Regions from separate parts of the Mus musculus genome. Here regions 1, 2 and 3 are each linked to region 4. The links are chromatin contacts, called in public promoter capture Hi-C maps. All regions are on one chromosome and are shown on one strand. The core of a region is the stretch at or near the end of the contact, and the rest is flanking DNA. Distances in the headings are between cores, read along the strand shown.

What was found. Promoter capture Hi-C pulls out the DNA fragments that hold promoters and counts their contacts.
Region 1: a promoter capture Hi-C map of neural stem cells shows a contact between it and region 4. The contact joins the promoter of Hadh here to the promoter of Ostc in region 4. A contact is called at or near these places in 7 of 39 promoter capture datasets (3T3-L1-derived adipocytes, embryonic stem cells, liver and 3 more), 8 of 484 Hi-C or Micro-C datasets (B cells, CD4 T cells, bone marrow-derived macrophages and 4 more), 33 of 115 datasets of contacts at active chromatin or transcription factors (the 230-238 cell line, CD4 T cells, the NIH/3T3 cell line and 25 more) and 2 of 9 other capture datasets (adipose tissue and liver).
Region 2: a contact with region 4 is called in a promoter capture Hi-C map of pre-B cells, with 5 times the contacts expected there. The contact joins the enhancer-like site here to the promoter of Ostc in region 4. A contact is called at or near these places in 19 of 39 promoter capture datasets (the 3T3-L1 cell line, 3T3-L1-derived adipocytes, the C10 cell line and 11 more), 5 of 15 datasets of contacts at CTCF or cohesin (the NIH/3T3 cell line, hippocampal excitatory neurons, large pre-B cells and 1 more), 172 of 484 Hi-C or Micro-C datasets (the 3T3-L1 cell line, the AML12 cell line, the AtT-20 cell line and 99 more), 49 of 115 datasets of contacts at active chromatin or transcription factors (the NIH/3T3 cell line, the SCID.adh cell line, SST interneurons and 36 more) and 4 of 9 other capture datasets (adipose tissue, embryonic stem cells, liver and 1 more).
Region 3: a contact with region 4 is called in a promoter capture Hi-C map of pre-B cells, with 10 times the contacts expected there. The contact joins the promoter of Cyp2u1 here to the promoter of Ostc in region 4. A contact is called at or near these places in 6 of 39 promoter capture datasets (the C10 cell line, cranial neural crest, hippocampal neurons and 3 more), 2 of 484 Hi-C or Micro-C datasets (B cells and CD4 T cells), 14 of 115 datasets of contacts at active chromatin or transcription factors (Th17 cells, craniofacial prominence, double positive thymocytes and 11 more) and 2 of 9 other capture datasets (adipose tissue and liver).

The regions. Positions count from the first base shown.
Region 1 is chr3:131,270,777-131,276,004 of GRCm38.p6, reverse strand. It overlaps Hadh (hydroxyacyl-Coenzyme A dehydrogenase), which reads left to right and starts at 3,904. Exons shown (of 8, transcript NM_008212.4): 1 at 3,904-4,129. The coding sequence starts at 3,998.
Region 2 is chr3:130,092,486-130,097,089 of GRCm38.p6, reverse strand. No RefSeq gene overlaps it. Among named protein-coding and RNA genes, the nearest start is that of Sec24b, 34 kb to the right of the region's middle. Within about 2 kb of position 2,194, at least 1 of the 459 cell types and tissues checked has an H3K27ac peak or open chromatin away from gene starts, as enhancers often do. A contact at or near this core is called in pre-B cells, where this site is marked.
Region 3 is chr3:131,301,910-131,306,652 of GRCm38.p6, reverse strand. Cyp2u1 (cytochrome P450, family 2, subfamily u, polypeptide 1) reads left to right here and starts at 3,426. Exons shown (of 5, transcript NM_027816.3): 1 at 3,426-3,973. The coding sequence starts at 3,526.
Region 4 is chr3:130,707,122-130,711,893 of GRCm38.p6, reverse strand. It overlaps Ostc (oligosaccharyltransferase complex subunit (non-catalytic)), which reads left to right and starts at 2,450. Exons shown (of 4, transcript NM_025509.3): 1 at 2,450-2,657. The coding sequence starts at 2,519.

The DNA of each region.
Region 1 (5,228 bases), core at 2,655-5,154, 560 kb before region 4:
GGCCCAGCTTTCTCTGCCTGGTCACCACCATCACCATGGGTCACAGGGTCTACTAGTGCCTGCTTTGATATTCTTAGAGCCCACTGGCTGCGGTGTCAAATATGCTGCTTTTGTGTATGGGGCATATGTGTGGGTATGGGGGCATATGTGTGGGTATGCCCATGCAATGTGTAAGCAGGCACATTCAAGAGTACACACGTGGGGGCCACGGGTTAATGCAGAATGGTTACCTCTTGCGCGCACCCGACTGGCCAGCAAGAATGACGCTGCAACAGGATCTTTCTGCACACGGTTATTGGGAGAGCTTGATTGCAGAGGCGAAGAGACCCCAAGCCCAGAACTGGTGCTGCTTATATAGGCCTAGGAGAGGCGTGTCTCACACCCGGATTGGTAATGCATGGGTTATGCTTACCACCTCATTTGCATGTCTCATGCCTGATTGGTTAATGTCTCTCTCATCTGATTGGTTAACTTGTCTCTCATCTGATTGGTTAACTTGTCTCTCATCTGACTGGTTAACTTGTCTCTCATCTGATTGGTTAATTCTCAAAACCTCATCTTGGCAAAAAAACTTTACTGCCTATGTATGCATGGTGGCCAGCGATAGCCAGTGCCACCCTGCAACGGCACATGTGGCTTCCCACAGTTACCCCTGCCACTCTATCCCTCTCTGCTTTCTTCAGGGATACAGTCTCTCACTGAAGCTGGAGCATACCGATTGGCTACACTGGCTGCCCACCAAGCCCCTGGGATTGTCCTTTCACTGCCTTCCCTGGGCTAGGATCAGAGGCACAAACTGTCAGAGCCAGATTTTTACATAGGTGCCTTTTTACATAGGTGCCAGGGATCTGACCTCAGGGTCTCCTTGCTCTCATAGCAAACAAACACTTACCCCCCAGCCACCTCCCCAGCCTCAAACCATGCTGCTCTGCCTTCTGTGTTCTAAGTACTACAGTTATCCATCTATGTGACCCACAGAGACTGCACTGTTATCTACCTATTGCTCTGTACCAGGCCCTTCCTTCAGTAAAGCAACCAGGACCCTGGCTCTGCAGCTGGCCTTCCCTGTGTTTTATTGGGGTGTTGGTTTTTTTTTTAAACAGAGTCTTGCCATGTAGCCCAGGCTGGCCTTGTACTCACAGTCCACCCGCCTCTTTTCTTTACACAGCACCCTTGTTTATCACAGATGGCCTTGGATTTGAGAGTCACTAGGGAGTACTACAGTAGTGTTTGTGGGTCCTCTTCAGATGCATACACTAAAACCCAATGTAGAAGTGTTTAGGGATGGGCCTTTGGGAGGTGATTGGGTGGGCTAGTGGCTTAAGAAAGAGCCCCAGATGGTTCTCTTTAGAGCAGTGGTTCTCAGCCTTCCTAATGCTGTGACCCTTTAATACAGTTCCTCGTGTTGTAGTGACCCCCTAACCATAAAATTATTTTATTGCTTTATAACTGTAGTTTTGCTGCGGTTATGAGTTGTAAGTATTTTTGGGAGAGGGAGGTTTGCCACAGGTTGAGAACACTGTTCTAGAAGGAGGGCTGTCAGGGTAATGTTCGTTATGAGATGTGACTTAATAGACTTGCTTACACAAGCGGGGCTGGAGTGTCCATCAGTGGTGCCTGCCACTGGACAGGCTGAGGCTGTCACAGCCACTCAGTCTGCGAGGCTGGTTGCATCAGCAGTCCCAGTCTGGCTGAAGGCCTGGAGGAGCCCTAGAGAGCCTGCACTTCATCCCATGTTGGAAGGCCTAAGTTAGGTGCTCATGTCAGGGAAGGATGACTGCAGCAGCTACAGCAGAATAGAGGAATTCTCCAGCAGGAGAAGAAGGCAGGCAGGCAGGAAGTCTATTTTTTCTCTCTCAGATCACTTTATATCTAGGGTGCACCCCACCCCCACTCTGTATAAGGTGCTGCCCACTCAGGGAGGACATCTTCTCCCCTCAGTTAACCTTTCTTGGAAATACCTCCATGGAGTCTTCCAGAGGTGGCTCTCTTAGTCGGCTACAGATTCATTCCATTTGACAATCAATATTCACCATCACACCCTTCAACCGTCTGCAGATACAAGGAACTATCCTTGAGCTAAAAGTGGGTCGACATCAGAAAATGAACCTGATGGCACCTTGACTTGGGTTTGCCTTGCTCCCAGGAGACATTTGGGGGTTTTGTTGTAGCAGCACAAGTGGATCAAGACCCATTTATCATTCTTTCCCAAGGAAAAGCAGAGATCTGAAAACGTACATTACCTTGGGTGTGAGGTACACATGAAATATTACAACAGAGATATCATTTGAGAATATATCATAGGGCTGGAGAGATGGCTCTGTGGTTAAGAGCGCTGACTGCTCTTTCAGAGGACCTGGGCTTGATTCTCAGCACCCACATGATGGCTCACAACCATCTCTAACTCCAAGCTCAGGAAACTGATGCCCTTCTCTGGCCTCCTCGGACGTACATCCATACAGTGCACAGATAATACACTGGTGAGAAGAAAGAAACAAGAAAGGATGAAGAAAGAAAAGAAGGAAGGAAGGAAGGAAGGAAGGAAGGAAGGAAGGAAGGAAGGGAGGGAGGGAGGGAGGGAGGGAGGGAGGGAGGGAGGAAGAAAGAAAGAGAGAAAGAGAGAAAGGGAGGAAGAAAGAAAGAAAGAGAAAATTATAGTATCACAGCACCAAACTTGGATTATACTTCATCTTTCCAAATGACAACTAAGAGTTGCAACCCTCTCATCAAGCCTCCTGGAAATGTGCTGTCCTCTCTCAGTGGCAACTCAGCCATAGGGGCCTCTCCTCTCTGTCTTGCATCTTTCCTCAGACTGCTGTACACATTCCTTCCTTCCTTCATAAACGTGTTCATTCTTCAAGCTGTTGGGTTTCTGTGGGTAGCCTTCTACCTCCGTTCCTAGTATCTTTTATTTTATTTTATTTTTGTGACTTGGCTGGAATGTAGCACTCAGTAGGCTTTGCTTATTTTGAAGAATTAAATATAAAAATAAGATTCAAAGGGTCAATGCAAAACATAGCCCCTGCTTCAAAGGGAGTGCAGGAGAGTCTCTTCCCAGCCACATGCAAGAGCCCGAGGCAGGGAACAGGCATGGAAACAATTCTGAAGGACAAGGTTCACTGCTGACAGAGTTACATAAACTTTTTATAGCTACAGAGCAAGAAGGTCATAAAGCCATCGGCTTACAGAACATTGCTGAAGACCCTGGGCAGGCAGGTTACAGTGGAACAAGTAATTCTTTTCCTAGGGTTTTATGCCGGTGTTTGTTTGTTTGTTTTTGTTGTTGTTGTTATTGTTGTTGTTGTTTTAACTGTTTTAGTTTGGGACGGATGGGAGCAAGTGGTCTGCTAGGCAACACATTGCTTAAGTTCGATGTAACCTAAGTTAGATACAGAGGTGGGTAACTAGAAACAGCCCGAGAGAACTTGGACTCGAGCTCTAACATTCAGACAGGAAGTTAGTTTTATTCTGCAGAATGTGAGACACAGATGAGACTTTTGCAGGGAGCTTCATTGCACACAGGATTAACTATCATTTCTTCCAGTGGGGTGAAAGGCGGATGGCTTTCCTCTGGACGGTGAGTTTGGGGGCACCAGATGAACGCTTAGAAGTAAAACCAGCAGTAATTCTGTTATCACTAGCACAGTACTAGGCAGAAAGTTGGCCAATAGCCAGGCTTTCCCTTCCTGTGTTCTCTATCCGGGGTTACCGTCCTCATTCTAAACACAATTCTCACGATCACAACTCCAGCCCACCAGATTGTGAAGGCAACTACAGGTTGTCTCTTGGTGGGTCCCTGCTTTGCCGGAGTCCATGCTGGCCTGAGTCCTGGCACCGCCCTCTGGGGGGGGGGGCGGGGTGGACCTGCAGCTTGTGCAGGAGGCGGGTGGGTGGGGCGTGTTCGAGGCCCCGCCCCCAACGTCGCCGACCCCGCCCACGACGCTCCGGGACCTCTCGCGCTGTCCCCACTGCTCCTCCTCGGCTGCTGCACTGAGCTATGGCGTTCGTGACCAGGCAATTCTTGCGCTCCATGTCCTCCTCTTCCTCTGCGTCGGCGGCCGCCAAGAAGATCCTGATCAAGCATGTGACCGTCATCGGCGGCGGGCTGATGGGCGCCGGCATCGCGCAGGTGAGCGGGCCTCGCGCCCCGGGTGTGGTGGAAATAGTTTGATGAAGTCCGAGAAGGTGCAGCATGCTTCAGTGTCCCAGAACTACAGCCTTCGGCCCGATCCTTACGTGCATGCTTCTCAACTAACTGCCGGGCCGGGGAAGGCTCGGTGGAGCGCGCTGGTGCACGCGTGCACACTGGAGCTGAACTGTGCACAGTTGTGCGTGCAAAGTTGCAGAGTGTTTGCTCACTGCCTGGATCTGACAGGAATCCGCTCGCCAAGACCTGGGCTGCGGTTTCTTTTAGTTTTCCTGATAAGTTTTTTCTTTGTTCTTTCTTTCTTTTTTTCTTTACAGTTCTTTGGGTGTTGGTCTGGGCACTTTTCTTTCCAAGTGTCCTGCCTCTCCCACAAGTTTCCTTCGTTGGCCTTCACTTTTGTAACAGTTTGGAAAGTCACCTAGTGGGAGTTTGTGGAGTTGCTGGGACTCCGCCCAGGCCTGGGCCAGGAAACTTTGACCTTTGACCCAGTGCCCGGTGCTGAAATCTGCGTGCTTGTCCAGCTCTGAACCTCAAGAGAGTGGGCGACAGAGATAAGCATAGTTTATGCTCTGAGACGTCTCTAATCTCTGATCGGCTTCTGTGGGACTTTGCCTGGTGCCAGCTGAGGCACAGTTCAAAATCAACTGTGCAGTTTGGCTACTGCGATGTCTGTAGTACCATTTTCTCTTAAGAGTTAACTTCCTACACACAGTAGAGAGCTCTGATCTTTTTCCATGAACTTGCTATTATATTCGTATCTTTTGAGGCCTTTGCAGTTTGAGTGTTGTGGCAGTGAAGGGCTTACCTAATTTTAATTAGGGAGGGTATTCGCAGGTCAGTGTCTTTTCCCAACCAAATGCACACTTGCATGCTTGCTATTTATTAGCCTTGACTGCACTTCCTTCCAAAGTCCATTAAATTAAACAACAAAAACCATACATGGCTATGCTGGAGAAAATATAGCTAGTCTGCTGTATCCCTCTGCACCACAAAAACTCAAGGCTGTGAGGAATGAGATTGGTTGTCCAGGTCCAAGAAAAACAATGTATCCCTTAAACAATGTTTAAGCAACATCTTATTA
Region 2 (4,604 bases), core at 945-3,444, 610 kb after region 4:
TGCAAACCAGAAGGGTATAAATAGTAGACTGGACATATAATACCCTTCTTTCTTCGTCCTTGCTTCTGGAAGGTGTGTCTTTCCTCACGATGAGTCATTGCCTCGGACCCTGCAACTCCGTCCCATAAGGCCCTACTTGTGGCTTCATGCTCACAGGGACAAGGGGTGCTGCCCATAGTGTGACTCCCATGGCTGCCTAAAACGGATGGCAGTGTTTAGGGAGGAACATTCCCTGTTGCTTCCCTTCACCTGACTGATCACACACACACACACACACACACCGTGAAGATGGACATAACCATCGCGGTCTCGCTGTCGCTGCGCCTTCTCCAGCCTATGTCTTGCGTGTTCTTTTTTCATCGTCAGCATCATATAGCTCTTGTGAACAGCCCCCCAGAGCACAGGCTGCTTGGGAGCTACTCCAGCCCTGCAGTCGTGGCAGTGAGGCTTAGATCTTTGAGTCGTGATCAAAAGCTTCCATTTTCTTTCAAGACAGAATGTTGCCTAATTGTTAAAGTAATTGCTTTTTTTTTTAAGAGAAAATTTGGGAGGCAAGGTCTCATTCTATAGCCCAAGTTAATCTGGAACTTGCTAGATAGCCCGGGCTGACCTTGAACTCATGATGGTTCTCATATCACAGCCTCTAGATTGCTGGGAATGCGGGATTGAACCATCATGTCCATCAATAATAGTTATCTTCATTTTAAAAAATTATCAAAATCTAGCATTTCCTAAAGTCTGTTTATATCATTTGCTTAACTTTTTGCATCCTCTAAGTTTTTATCTTTGTATATTCCTTTTGCTTGTTGTCTTAGTTAGGGTTTTACTGCTATGAACAGACACCGTGACTAAGGCAACTCGTATAAGAACAACATTTAATTGGGGCTGGCTTACAGGTTCAGAGGTTCAATCCATTATCATCAAGTGGGAAACATGGCAGCATCCAGGCAGGCATGGTGCAGGAGGAGCTGAGAGTTCTACAGCTTCATCTGAAGGTTGCTAGTGGAAGACTGATTTCCAGGCAGCTAGGATGAGGGTCTTAAAACCCATGCCCATAGTGACACACCTACTCCAACAGGGCCACACCTACTCCAACAAGGCCACACCTAAAAATACTGCCACTCTATGGGCTAGGCATACTCAAATCACTGCAGTTGTTTTTCTAAAAAAAAATAAACATTACTATTGAGTTAGCTTCTCAATTAAGATATTTTGCCATATGAACAAAAGTTGCAAGTGACAGCTTATACAAAATTATATAGAAGTGACTAGCCTTTTCTTCCTTGTCATCCCACTAACAAACTAACAGTTTGCAACCCCATAGGAAGGACAACAATATCAACCAACCAGACCCCCAAGATTTCCCAGGGACTAAACCACCATCCGAAGAGTACACATGGAGGAACTCATGGCTCCAGCCACATATGTAGTAGAGGATGGCCTTGCTGGGCATCAGTGGAAAGAGAGGCACTTGGCTCTGTGAAGGCTGGGTGCCCCAGTGTAGGGGAATGCCAGGACAGGGATGTGAGAGTGGATGAGTGGGTGGGAACATTCTCATAGAAGCAGAGAGGGGGTAGAATGGGGGTCCCCAAGGGGAAACCGTGAAAGGGGATAACATTTGAAATGTAAATTAAAAAAATATATCCAATAAAAAAGAGGAAAAAGTCATGGAAGTGAATTTGCAGATAGATTTCTCTCAGTCTGTGCCTGTATTTGGCTAATTCGGGGTACAGCAGTGACACCTAGTGGAAATTTGACACCTGGCCTGGTTAGGCTTCGATTTAATTTGACTTAGGGTTTTGTTGGTTTGGTTTGGTTTGGTTTGGTTTGGTTTGGTTTGGTTTGGTTTGGTTTGGCTGATAAAAAGTCTCTGTGAAGCTCAGGTTAGCACAGAACTCACTTAGTTCAAGTTGGCTTCAAACGCTGGATCCCTCTGCCTTACCTTCTGGAGTCCTGTGACTACAAGTATGGGCCACCACACCCAGCTAAATCGCGTAAAGAAATGAAATGTGGGTGGACCTTGTTGACTGACCTGACGCTTAACGTTTGTCTCCTAAGTAAATGAATGAATGTATAGAGTTCACAGAACAGAAAGAATGAGGGGCTGTCGAGATGGCTCGGTGGGTAAAGGTGCCTGTCCCCAGGCCTAACCCCTTGAGTCTAGTCTCCAGAACCCACACAATAGAACAAGAGAACCTATACCTACAAGTTGTCCTCTGACCTCCCCAGGCACACTTTGGCATGGGTGTGCACAGACACACGTAAATATATTGTTTTAATTAACAATAGCAAAAAAAAAATGCTTGGTATCACAATTATTGATTAATGAAAAGAGTCGAGCGTTTTTTTTTAAGAGTGTTGAGACACGGGGGCAGCCTGTGCTTCAAATTTAGTTCCTATTGTTTCCTGTGATAAGAGTTTATAACAGAAACAGAGTGAAGACTTGAATCACCAGAGATGAAAATTCTCAGAGAAAGCCATTATTATTCCTCCTCCTGTTCCCGAGCACCTATGAAAGGTTCCTAGCGGGACTGATAACAATTGTTGAGATAAAGCACCATGGAGAAAATAAGATGGCCTCCCAGGGGGTTATATGCAAATGTGGTAGGCAAAGAGGAAATTAAAAAGCTATGCTAATCGCAATGTTCTCATCTCCCGTTTGCTGCAGTGACACTGGGTTTGCCAGATGTTTGATTAAAACCAGCCTGGGAACAAGGACTTTATATCTTAGGGGAGAGACAAATAGGTGCTGTGTAGGGCCAGCTTGTTGTTGTCTAAATAGTCTTGTAATTGTTCCTCCCAAACTAATTTAAAATTGCTGACTCAACATAGGACTGTCTCCTCTGCTTGACTGGAGTAGAAAAACTGACAGTGTGAAAAGACGCCACTGTGTAGAAATGGCTCCACACTTCAAGGACTCATGCATGTTATTTCTAGATGCAAATCCACTACAGACATCAAGACTTAAGATGGTGTGGGAAATAAACATAAGAAGCTGTCTTCAGGGCTGGAGAGATGGTTCAGCAGTTAAGGGCACTGACTACTCTTCCCAAGGTTCTGAGTTCAATTCTCAGCCACCACATGGTGGCTCACAACCATCTGTAATGGGATCCGATGCCCTCTTCTGGTGTGTCTGAAGACAGCTATGGTGTACTTGTAATGCATAACATTAATAAATCTCAAAAAAAAAAAGAGAAGCTGTCTTCATTTATTTTCCAGTTGATGTGATAAAATACCATGGCCCATCCGAAAAGGCAACTTCTTGGAGATAGGGCTTATTCCCATTGACAGTTTCAGAGAGATACAGCCTATCCTAGTGAGATGACACAGGCTCAGGAGCAAGACTCGATGGTCATATCACATCTGCACCCAGAGTGCAAACACTAAATAGGTATGGAAGTTTACTATTTTATAAGCTTTCCAAAAGTTGCATTAAAAAACAAAAACAAAGCAAAAACAAAAACAGCTGACATCGAGTTACTCTGCATGGCAAGGATAATACCCTACCTGTGGTGGTTTGTACATGCTTGGCCCAGGGAGTGACACTATTAGGAGGTGTGTCCCTGTTGGAATAGGTGAGGCCCTGTTGGAGTAGGTGTGTCACTATGGGCATGGGCTTTAATACCCTCATCCTAGCTGCCTGGAAGCCAGTATTCTGCTAGCAGCCTTCAGATGAAGATGTAGAACTCTTAGCTCCTCCTACACTATGCCTACCTGGATGCTGCCATGTTCCTGCCTTGATGATAATGAACTGAACCTCTGAACCTGTAAGCCAGCCCCAATTAAACGTTTGTTCTTTTAAGAGTTGCCTTGGTCATGGTGTCTGTTCACAGCAGTAAAACCCTAACTAAGACCTCACAAAAGCCATTTAGGGCAAAAAGCCTGGGGTGGGATACTTTTCTTCAAGCTGTCAGTCAAGTAAGGTCCCAGAGACTGTCACCACCACCACCCCCCCCCAAAAAATACAAGCTTTGGCATTGCTCTTTGTTGTCCACCAGAACTTGGTGGTACGACCCTATTGCTGATATGACACACTTAATTGCAGGACATGCAGCCTGTGACCTTTCTGGGGCTAACTTTCATAGTGCCAAAAGAGGTTCTGCAGGCTGCTGAGGGAGAAACATAATCAACAGTGTTACACTATGAACCCTGTGAGCTACAATAGCAACAGACCTGGAAGCAGTCTATGCCCAGTGGAGAAATAGCAGAATGCTAATGGAGATAACCAACCACTTTTTATTGGATTTAAGGCCTGCTCCATTGAAGGGAAGCCATACCTGGTACTACAGACCTGACCAAGAACCAGGGTTATGGAGGCCACAGGTCCTAAGGAAGAGCCTATTTCTATTACCTCACTGAATAGACATATTGTCAAACAACCCCTGTCTTCATACCCACAGATCAATGCAGCTCTCAGCCGAGAGGCTTCTGTTTGCAATGGAGAGCAGTTAATACAGAGACTCACAAATGCTCAAGTAGCAAAAACATAAATGGCTCATCTTAGCCCTAATGCCACAGCTATACCACACTCTCTTCCTGCAAGCTTCTCAGAACAATGCAGAAGGAAGAACAATGGAAAATCTGTAAGAGCCAGAGGTCAGGGA
Region 3 (4,743 bases), core at 2,177-4,676, 590 kb before region 4:
GCGGTAACAGCCAGTGCTGTTGTACAACTAAATAGTATTAATAGCGTTTCTGCTCTCTCTTTCAATTGGTATTTTACAAAACCTCCTTAATCCCTGAATCCAATCTGTTCTTGCTCACTGACCTTGGAAAGATATGATGTATGGCATGTACTTCTCTGAGGATTTACAAACCAGTTGCACAATTGTGGTTTTACAAATGAAGTAATTTAACACTACTCCTGATAACAATCTTACTTAGATATTTTTCGTATACAGTTACCAACAGCTTAGGCCAAAGCCCACGTAAAACAAGAAGGATTTCCGAAGGCAACTGACTGGTTTAAAATCATATTTGGATAAAACCGATCATTTTCCTGAACGCTGTCACCATCTTTCTTCCTTCCTTACCCAAGACTCTTCCCTGATCTCTTCCTGTACTGTTCTGGGTCTTAACTCTATTGATCTGCTTAAAGGGGAAGATGTAACAGTGTTGTGTAACAGTTTCCTCCAAGATTAAAACATTCTATCCTGCAGGGAGCTCCTTAAACAGGAAGGTAAATAACTCAAAATAGCTTTAGGAAGTCCCTGAAACTGACCAGATTCACTAAGCCCCTCCCTGCTAGCATGAGCAATAAAGAAGCAAAAGAGCCAAGCTTCTGAGAAGACTTGCAGTCCAGACCAGGGGTCTGGAAGAAGTAGAGACCAGCCAAGCTGGCTGGAACAGGTTTAGACCATCTAAGGCACCTTCAAAGGACGTTCTCAACCTATTGAGCTACCTCCACCCTGTGCAGTGTACTCCAGGTTCCCAGTGTGTGTGAGTTGTCACTCATGCTATGGTGGGCTTTGGTGATGCAATGGTCTCTTAGTCACTTCTACTCCTATAAGTAACCCCTCACCCATATTGGTGTCTGTCATTCCAATAAAACTCATAGATTCACTAAATTGGAATTTGGTGTTATCAGTACATTAGTCTGTCATGGGTTCCCTGTCTGGAATGAGAAGATGTGTGTGCTATGTCTCCCTAGGAAAAGTTTTGTCACAGAACAAGCAGAAAAATGTCCCTTTACCTGGTAAGAATGTCCTTTATTTAATTGGGGGGGGGGGCGGTCCATCCCTAAGAAGCTGCATGAGTCATAGTTAAGGTTTTCCCAGTGTTGGGAAGACCATCGTGGCTTTTTAAATGAATTTATAGGATTGCTACCAAGGGCTATAGATAAGGTGGCTCAATAACAGGAATTTACCTCCCATAGTTCTGGAGGCCTGAAGTCAAGATCAAAGTCTTTCTGGCTTCTGAGGCTGGGGCTGACTTCTTGCTAAGTCCTCAAATGGCCTTCCATGCCCTAGTCTCTTCATAGTCTCCAGTCATACTGGATTAGGACCTACTCAACTTGACCTTAGACTACTCACACAGCCTCATTTTAGCTTCATTACATTGGATACTATCCTTCCTAGAAATGTGGGTCATATTCTCAGGTATTGGGGATTGGTTCTTTATGAACTGGGACATACAGGTATAAGTCAACTTTCTATCTGTCATACAGAGCTATTAATGAAAGTAAGAGAATAGTTAGGAAACATCATAAGCACAGTTACATCTCACACAAGAGAGGGCAGTTGTCAGTTTTTAAATTAGGTCAATGTTCAATCATCCCGAGAATTAGCTGCATGTATGCCCTGTGATGGTTCTAGGAGAGGTGAAAGGAGGAGCCCCTTTGAAAGATCTAAATCTCAGCTGAAGGCAGAATTTCAATGGTTAGAGAGTCCAGTTTTATTTGGACAAAGTTGTACAAGGATTGGAAGGGCTCTCTTAATTCCAACTGTGTTAGGAAAAAGGGGAGGGGGATTCATTTCACCGAGTATCATTCAGTTGCAAAAGTATAAGAAGATATTTTTTTCCCCCTTAGGAATGGCCAGAATCCAAGCTAGGAGACTGGTGAACCGGATGTGTTCATAGCCTCTAATATTTTGGCAAAGAATGTGACTGCTCCCCGAGGGTGACTAAAGAACTTGCCTGAGGTTAAATTTAAGAGAAAGTGACTAATTTTTTTGCAGAGAATATTTCAAAGAGGGGGCACGCGGCAGCAGTCTGGGTGTTTGGTGGCAGGGAAGAGGCAGAAGATAAGACAAATGGGTCGGATAGATTCCTGCTGTGCCATGAAAAAGGGGGACTAAACAGCTTAAGATAATTTGTGAATTGAGCTCACCCGATAGTAGTGGGTTAGAGAATGGCATAAAGAGAAGGAAATGCCGTATTGGAGACTGCATCTGCCAACAAGCAGCTGGAAAGTGTATGTGTGCTCTGGGGAGAGTACAGTACTCCTGTGATCGCACCCAACAGTGGAAGCGTAAACAGGGGGCTTCCAATTAAGGCTGGACTGTGAGTTACAGGAGCGGCCAGTTGCAAGACAGTAACAAGATAATAATGAACATCTTAATGTCTTATACTCGGAAATCTTGTTTAAAGTCACACAAGAAAAGGAATCTGATAAGGGTTAATTACTGGAAATGTGACAGGGGCTTTTGTAGTTTGTGGAGGGGAGAAGGAAGAATGTATTTGTGTACTTTACTAACTACGGCAAAAGCAGTAGAGAACAGTAGATATTTTTTAAAAACCCACATAATAGGAAAAGAAGTCACCACCCTTCAAGCTTTGGTCATATTTATAACGCACCATAGTGTTCAAATTCTGTGTGGTGTGTGCGTGTGTTTGTTGGGAGGGAGTGATCTAACACAGGAACCAAACGTGGATCACAGGTGAAGCACTTCCCTACCACAAGCATGGGCTAGAATTTGACCCCCTCCCCCAGCATGGTAGTATATGTCTTTAATATGTGAATTCTGGAGGCAGATGTAGGTGGATCTCTGAATTGGTAGCCAAACTGGTCTACATAAGGAGTTCTAGGCTATCAAGATTCAAATAAAAGTAGAAAATAGAAATAAGAATAGAAAAATTAAAATAGAAAAAAAAGGGGGGGGGGCATCGACAATTCTAGGGAGAGTCTAACCGAGAGAAACCACAACATCTGGCCTGTAAATGACAGGAAGGTAAAGCACTCTGGAGCCATCCCCAGATGTTGGAATATCCACACATCACATTGTTGGATACTAGCTCAGCATTTCAGGTCTTGTCTAAGGCTAATTAATAAAGCAGTCACCCAGCCCGGGTTCTCTGAGTGTTTTGATATAGTCAGGCCATATGCAGAAACCCACAGAAAGCTCACACCCCCTGGAGGAGCCTGCTGCTGCTAGTGCACTAAACTGGCAAAACAAACAAACAAACAAACAAACAAACAAACAAAACCCCACTCAGGACAGCTCAGCTGTGCTGCGAGAGACCACTCGTCACCACCAGCCGTCCCGTAGGACGTCCCGCCCCCACCTTATGCAGGAGCAGCTGACTGGAGGATCCCGAGAGGGGCACGCGGCGCAGCCAATCGGAAGGGCGTGCCTTGCCCTGCCTCGCGGTTGACCTTGAGTCATGTAGCCGGCTACTGTCGCGGTGCCGGCGCGTCTGCAGCGGAGCTAGATGCAGGCGGTACCTGGGACATGTCCTCGCTCGGGGACCAGCGTCCCGCGGCAGGGGAGCAGCCGGGAGCTAGACTGCACGTGCGGGCGACAGGAGGCGCGCTGCTACTTTGCCTGCTGGCGGTGCTGCTAGGCTGGGTTTGGCTGCGGCGGCAACGCGCCTGCGGCATCCCTCCGGGGCCCAAGCCTCGGCCACTCGTGGGTAACTTCGGGCACTTGCTGGTGCCGCGCTTTCTACGACCGCAGTTCTGGCTGGGCTCGGGCAGCCAGACGGACACGGTGGGCCAGCATGTGTACCTGGCCAGGATGGCCCGTGTCTATGGCAACATCTTCAGCTTCTTCATCGGCCACCGTCTGGTGGTGGTCCTCAGCGACTTCCACAGCGTGCGCGAGGCGCTAGTGCAGCAGGCTGAAGTGTTCAGTGACCGCCCGCGGATGCCGCTCATCTCCATCATGACCAAGGAGAAGGGTGAGCGCGCCGCGGGCTCAGGATCCCCAGGCGGCAGGACCTGCGTCATGACCAGCATAGGGGATAGAGGACGGAGGCGTGGCTTTCTAGTGTGCGATTAAAGTGGGAGACACACTGGAAAGTGAGGGAGGTGTGGGCACCAAACTGTAAAATAAGGACCACCCACCCCGGAAGCCTTCCTTTGTCCCAAGTGAGGCCTTCTCACGCATAGGTCTGATCTCAACGTTTCTAAACATTGGCTGTGTTAGGAAAAGGGGGAGGGGGATTCATTTCACCGAGTATCATTCAGTTGCAAAAGTATAAGAAGATATTTTTTTCCCCCTTAGGAATGGCCAGAATCCAAGCTAGGAGACTGGTGAACCGGATGTGTTCATAGCCTCTAATATTTTGGCAAAGAATGTGGCTGCTCCCCGCGGGTGACTAAAGAACTTGCCTGAGGTTAAATTTAAGAGAAAGTGACTAATTTTTTTGAGAGAATATTTCAAGATAGCCAGTCTGTTCCCAGAGCCCGTGTATATCTCCCTCGGCAGACACAGGGTCTCGATCTCCTATTCTCCAGCCACCTGTCAATCCTGTGTTCTGTCTTCAGACACTGAAGTACAAGACTGAATCCATTGTGGGTGGCATATATATGCTTCGGTTCAGGAGAGTGGCCCCCTGACTTCATACTTTGATATCCCCTCCCTCACCCCATTTCTAATTTTGCCTTGGAAACTCCCCATGTAAGGCCTCAGAAAGCTCTGGAATTGGAGGCACCTGTAATGGGGAGG
Region 4 (4,772 bases), core at 1,201-3,700:
TACACGGCAATCCAACGTTCCTGTCCGGCCCATGTCCTTACTTCTCTGTAGCTAGCAGTAAAGATGGTATCGCCGTGGATCTTCTGAAATCTGCTCGGTTTCTTAGAAATAGCACCTTGGAAACAATGTGGCGTGACCCAGAGGCCAGAGATGATGTCTCTGGGCTGCTGATGCCAGAGATGCAGAGAAAGAAACAAAACCAAAGATACATGAAGAAAGCACAATCGTCAGGGGACACACTGAAGAGTCTGAAGCTATGGAAGAGGCTCAGTCACTGATCCAGTCAACACGTAGCTAATGGGTCCTACTATGCCAGCTGGTCAAAAGCTCTGAAGATTCAGTAATAAAGCAGACATTGCCCCCGAACTTATGACATCGAGTTTCTGATCATAACAAATATCCACCATCTCTTGGATACAAGCAGACCTATATAACCTATACTATACTATACTATACTATACTGTACTATAACCAGCTAATCCTTGGAGAACACAGCACTGTATTCTTTGGTAGAAAGTAACTGCCATGTTATAACTGGGAACTCTTTAAACTTTTCGAACATAGAATATAACATATTGAACATGCATATTACATACAAACGTTGTTCGTATGTAATTGGTAGTATTTTGGAAAAGGCATAGTCTACAGTTTTATCACACACACGTTTGTTTTTATGTTCCTTTAGACTTTCGTCAGTGCACGATGCCTGAAAAATGCACACATGAATGAGTCAGTTCTCCACGGGCCTCTTTTTCACTCCCGCTATTCTTCATTTCAGACCTGCCCTGAGCATCTCTCCATTTCAGGAAAAATGAACTTCTTTGGCATCACATGTGCTGGTTCCCCAGTATCTCACTATATTGATGCTTCACCAGATATTTATTTAATCTACCCATTTTCAATTTAGTATTTTAAAGTTTTAGAAATAATGACCGTAGTTTAAAAAAAATACTGTCTCTTAAAACTAATGATGTTTCTTCTAATTAAAAACGTTTCAGAGTTTTAACTCAGCCTAGCATATTTGTAGCACTAATTTTGATCCTGGCACCTTTTTAAAAAAGAGAGAGAGAGAAAAAAAAGAAAACCAAAATAATTATGCAGTGAGAAGGATCTGGGCAATGTTACTCCAGCTTTTTATTTATTTATTTTTTTAATGGTTTTTTGAGACAGGGTTTCTCTGTATAGCCTCAGCTGTCCTGGAACTCACTCTGTAGACCAGGCTGTCCTCAAACTCAGAAATCTGTCTGCCTCTGCCTCCCAAGTGCTGGGATTAAAGGTGTGTGCCACCACTGCCCGGCGGTACTCCAGCTTTGTGAGTTAATGAAATACAAGCATGGTATGACACAGCTTGACATGATATCCATATTGTATGTTTTTGAAAAAAAATATATTCATCGCCAGTTCACACTTCATATTTCTGTTGCTTATAGTAAAACTAACAGTAGATGATTTTAGTTCCTTAACTCCTGCTGTGGCTCAAATTTTAAAATCTGAATGGTCCAAGCCACTAACATTTCTACCCCCATTGGCTTGTTATGTTGCTTAAGCTTTTTATCATAGGATACGGGAACGATAAGAGGCACTGCAGCGGAGCTTCTGTATTCCAAAAACATTTCCCCCCTCCTTGCTGTTTTATAATAGCCCGTTATTTCCTTGATTGATCAGGATTACTGTCTCTAGCTAGTAAAGTCCTTTCTTATTTACATTTGATACCTTGGCAGGAAGACACCTGAAGTAGCCAGGTGGCAGGATTTTCCGTTCCAATTTTAGTATTTATGGTGCTGAAGCCGGCGCCCTACTAAGCAGGTAATTAAGGTGAGAAACCAGAATGACTTCAAGATTTTTGGCCTGGGTGATTTTTACTAACTCAGGCGTGACTGAAAATGGTTTAAAGTAATATTTGTTCTGTCACAGTTTGTGGTTGACATGGACTGTGTGGGTTTTATTCATTTATTATTATTATTTTTTATAAAGCCCATACTACTTTGGCAATTACTGCCAATTAGCGTCGCTATACAGCATGAAGAAAAAGCTCAGCGAATTAGAGCTTTTTAAAGCCCCGAGGGGAGACCTCCAATACTAAAAGGGAGCACACATCTAAACTTTCATTCATCCTCCAGCTCTATGAACTTAAGAGTTTCCAGCAGCCAATCAGCTCTCAAGTAGGTGGCGTCAGCAAGTGGGCGGGGCAGTGGGGATGCTAATCTCTCCGCTTCTGTGGCTTGGCCACGTAGGACGCCTTGCAGGTCCTGGAAGGTATATAATAAACAATGATCTCTCAGTAAGAAAAAAGCTTCTAACCCACACTCAAGCCTAAAAACGACCATTATTATTTATTTTTAAATATGTATATTATTTATCAGGTTAGTGCAATTTCTTTCTTTCTACAGTGAATATCTTGTCTCCTTCTGACTTCTACAGACCTGTGGTCCTCGGCTTACGCATGCGCAGTAGGCGGGCGTGTTTCCGGGCGGTGCGGGAGGCTGGAGGCCAGAGGGCTGGCCCTACCGCCGGGGACATGGAGACTCTGTACCGAGTCCCATTCTTAGTGCTCGAATGCCCCAACCTGAAGCTGAAGAAACCGCCCTGGGTGCACATGCCGTCGGCTATGACGGTGTACGCCCTGGTAGTGGTATCTTACTTCCTCATTACCGGAGGTAACTCGGCCGTGATGGGTCGGGTGGGCGCGCAGGCTGCTCGCTCCGGAGGCGCGTGGCCCCCGAGCCGGGCCCCGTAGGCTCACGCCTTTCACTGGAAAGAGATGGTCTCCTCTCTGCCCGCTTTTTCCTTCGAGCGCTGAGTTGGATATAATTGTCAAGTCCAGCTAGTTGTTATTTCTTGCTGTGCATTGTTTGACCAGGGTCTTGGGAACATCATTTTTGAATCACTGTGTTTCCTTGGTTGGTCGAGAGAGTGTGGGACTTTTATTAAACTAATCGTGAGGACCCTGAAATCGTGGAAGAGATCTGATAACCTTTGAGTTTGTTAGTTCAGACCCCAGGGGCTTGGATTGCTTTATGTCAAATCACAGGAATGAGAAGGGAACTTACCGAAGCCACGGTTTTTTTGAGAAATACGTGAGATTGGAATTGAGGCTTGCAAAAAGATGGTGTATCTCAGAGGGCAGAAAATGGGACTCAGAAAATAGAAGGGAAGCAGTGCTTTTTAGATATCTGTCACCAAATCCCTTAAGTGGAAAATGCAGAGGGGTGTGGCTTTGCCTATTGGTGAGTTGGCAGTCCGTCTGCAGGCTCTAGAGCACCCTTTGGAGCGACAGTTCCAGGATGTATCCAGGACTGGGCTTCAGGAATTTAGGAAGTAGTGTACTACTTAATTCAGAAAATTAAAAAGATTTTTGGTTAGCAAAAGTGGTTCAACTTTTTTTAGGGTGTGTGTAGACATATTGCTATTGCTTAACTGCTTTCTGAGGCTACTTGGCATATTTGAAGAGGTAGAAGACAGTATTTAACTGTAGAGTTGGCATTCTACGGAGTGCACATTAACGGAAATGCTAAAGGCCACTTTAAACATTGTTGTTGTTGTTTAAGAAAAAAAAAAAAAAAGACATTACCTGGTGTGTGTGGCGTTAACATTCACTTTTGCTCAGCACAGTGAATCGTGAATATGACACCTAATGCCTTGGGCTTTAAGAACTTAGTGTTCATTCTTGCCAGCTTGTTTCTTGACTTTTGCTTCCTTTGGAGACAGTTTTTGTGAGAAGCCTCAGCTTTCTATTGGGCCACAGTTTTGGTGGTTTTAGAATGGGGTTTGGGGGGAATTTCGCTGCCCCAACCACTGGGTCAAAATGGAAGGGCGCATTTTGTACATTTACCGTTTGGCTTCTGGAATGGCTTCTTCTCAGCATGGCGAGAAGCATGGCAGTCGTGTGCAGGCAGACGTGGTGCTGGGAGAGCTGAAAATTCTAATGGACAGCTTTCTAAAAACTGAGTGTACCTGTACCTAAGCAATGTTGCTGGGAAGGACAGGCGACACTGACTTTCTGTTAACTCAGTGCTGGGATAACAGCAAAGAAAATATAATGACTCTGCCCTCCATAGAAGGTAGTGGAGACATGCTAACTACCGCACAATTGCTTTCTGCTACACAGTAGAGTTTAGAAGCATTGATTTAATTCCAGTATGTTTCCTGGAGAAATGATCTGTTAGTCTGAGTTTGAATGGTTAGAAGGGTCATACTAGAAAAGAAAAAAAAAAAAAGTGTGGACCAACGTGGACCAGGAGACTAGTGAGGTGTTTTGTTCACTTAGACCAGCACTTCTGGCATTTTTCCTCCTATGTGTCCCCATTTTTCCTGACAGATTTTTGCACAACCTTGGGTAAATAGGCATATGTAATAGGTATAAGGTCAAACTTTTACTAGTAAAAGTAACTAGTAAGCTTACTTTACAACAACAATTTGCTAGATACACAATTTATGCTAGTTTTTTCTTATCATGTATACATGTACATATGCATGCATGCCTGCCACTCAGAAGGGGACACTAGATTTCATCATAGATGGTTCAGAGCTACCATGTGGTTTCTGGGAGTTGAACTTAGGACCTCTGAAAGAGCAGTTAATACTCTTAACCTCTGAACCTTCTCTCCAGCCCCTGTTGTGGTATTTTTTAAAGCTGAAAGCAAATTCACATACTAATGAGACAATGTGCCTCTGTATTTTCCATAGAGAATGGAATCTTAGCTGCATATTTGATACTGCAGGATGTAGAGCAGCCTCAGTGTTCATCAGAGCCTTGTTACTCTGTTTCTTTG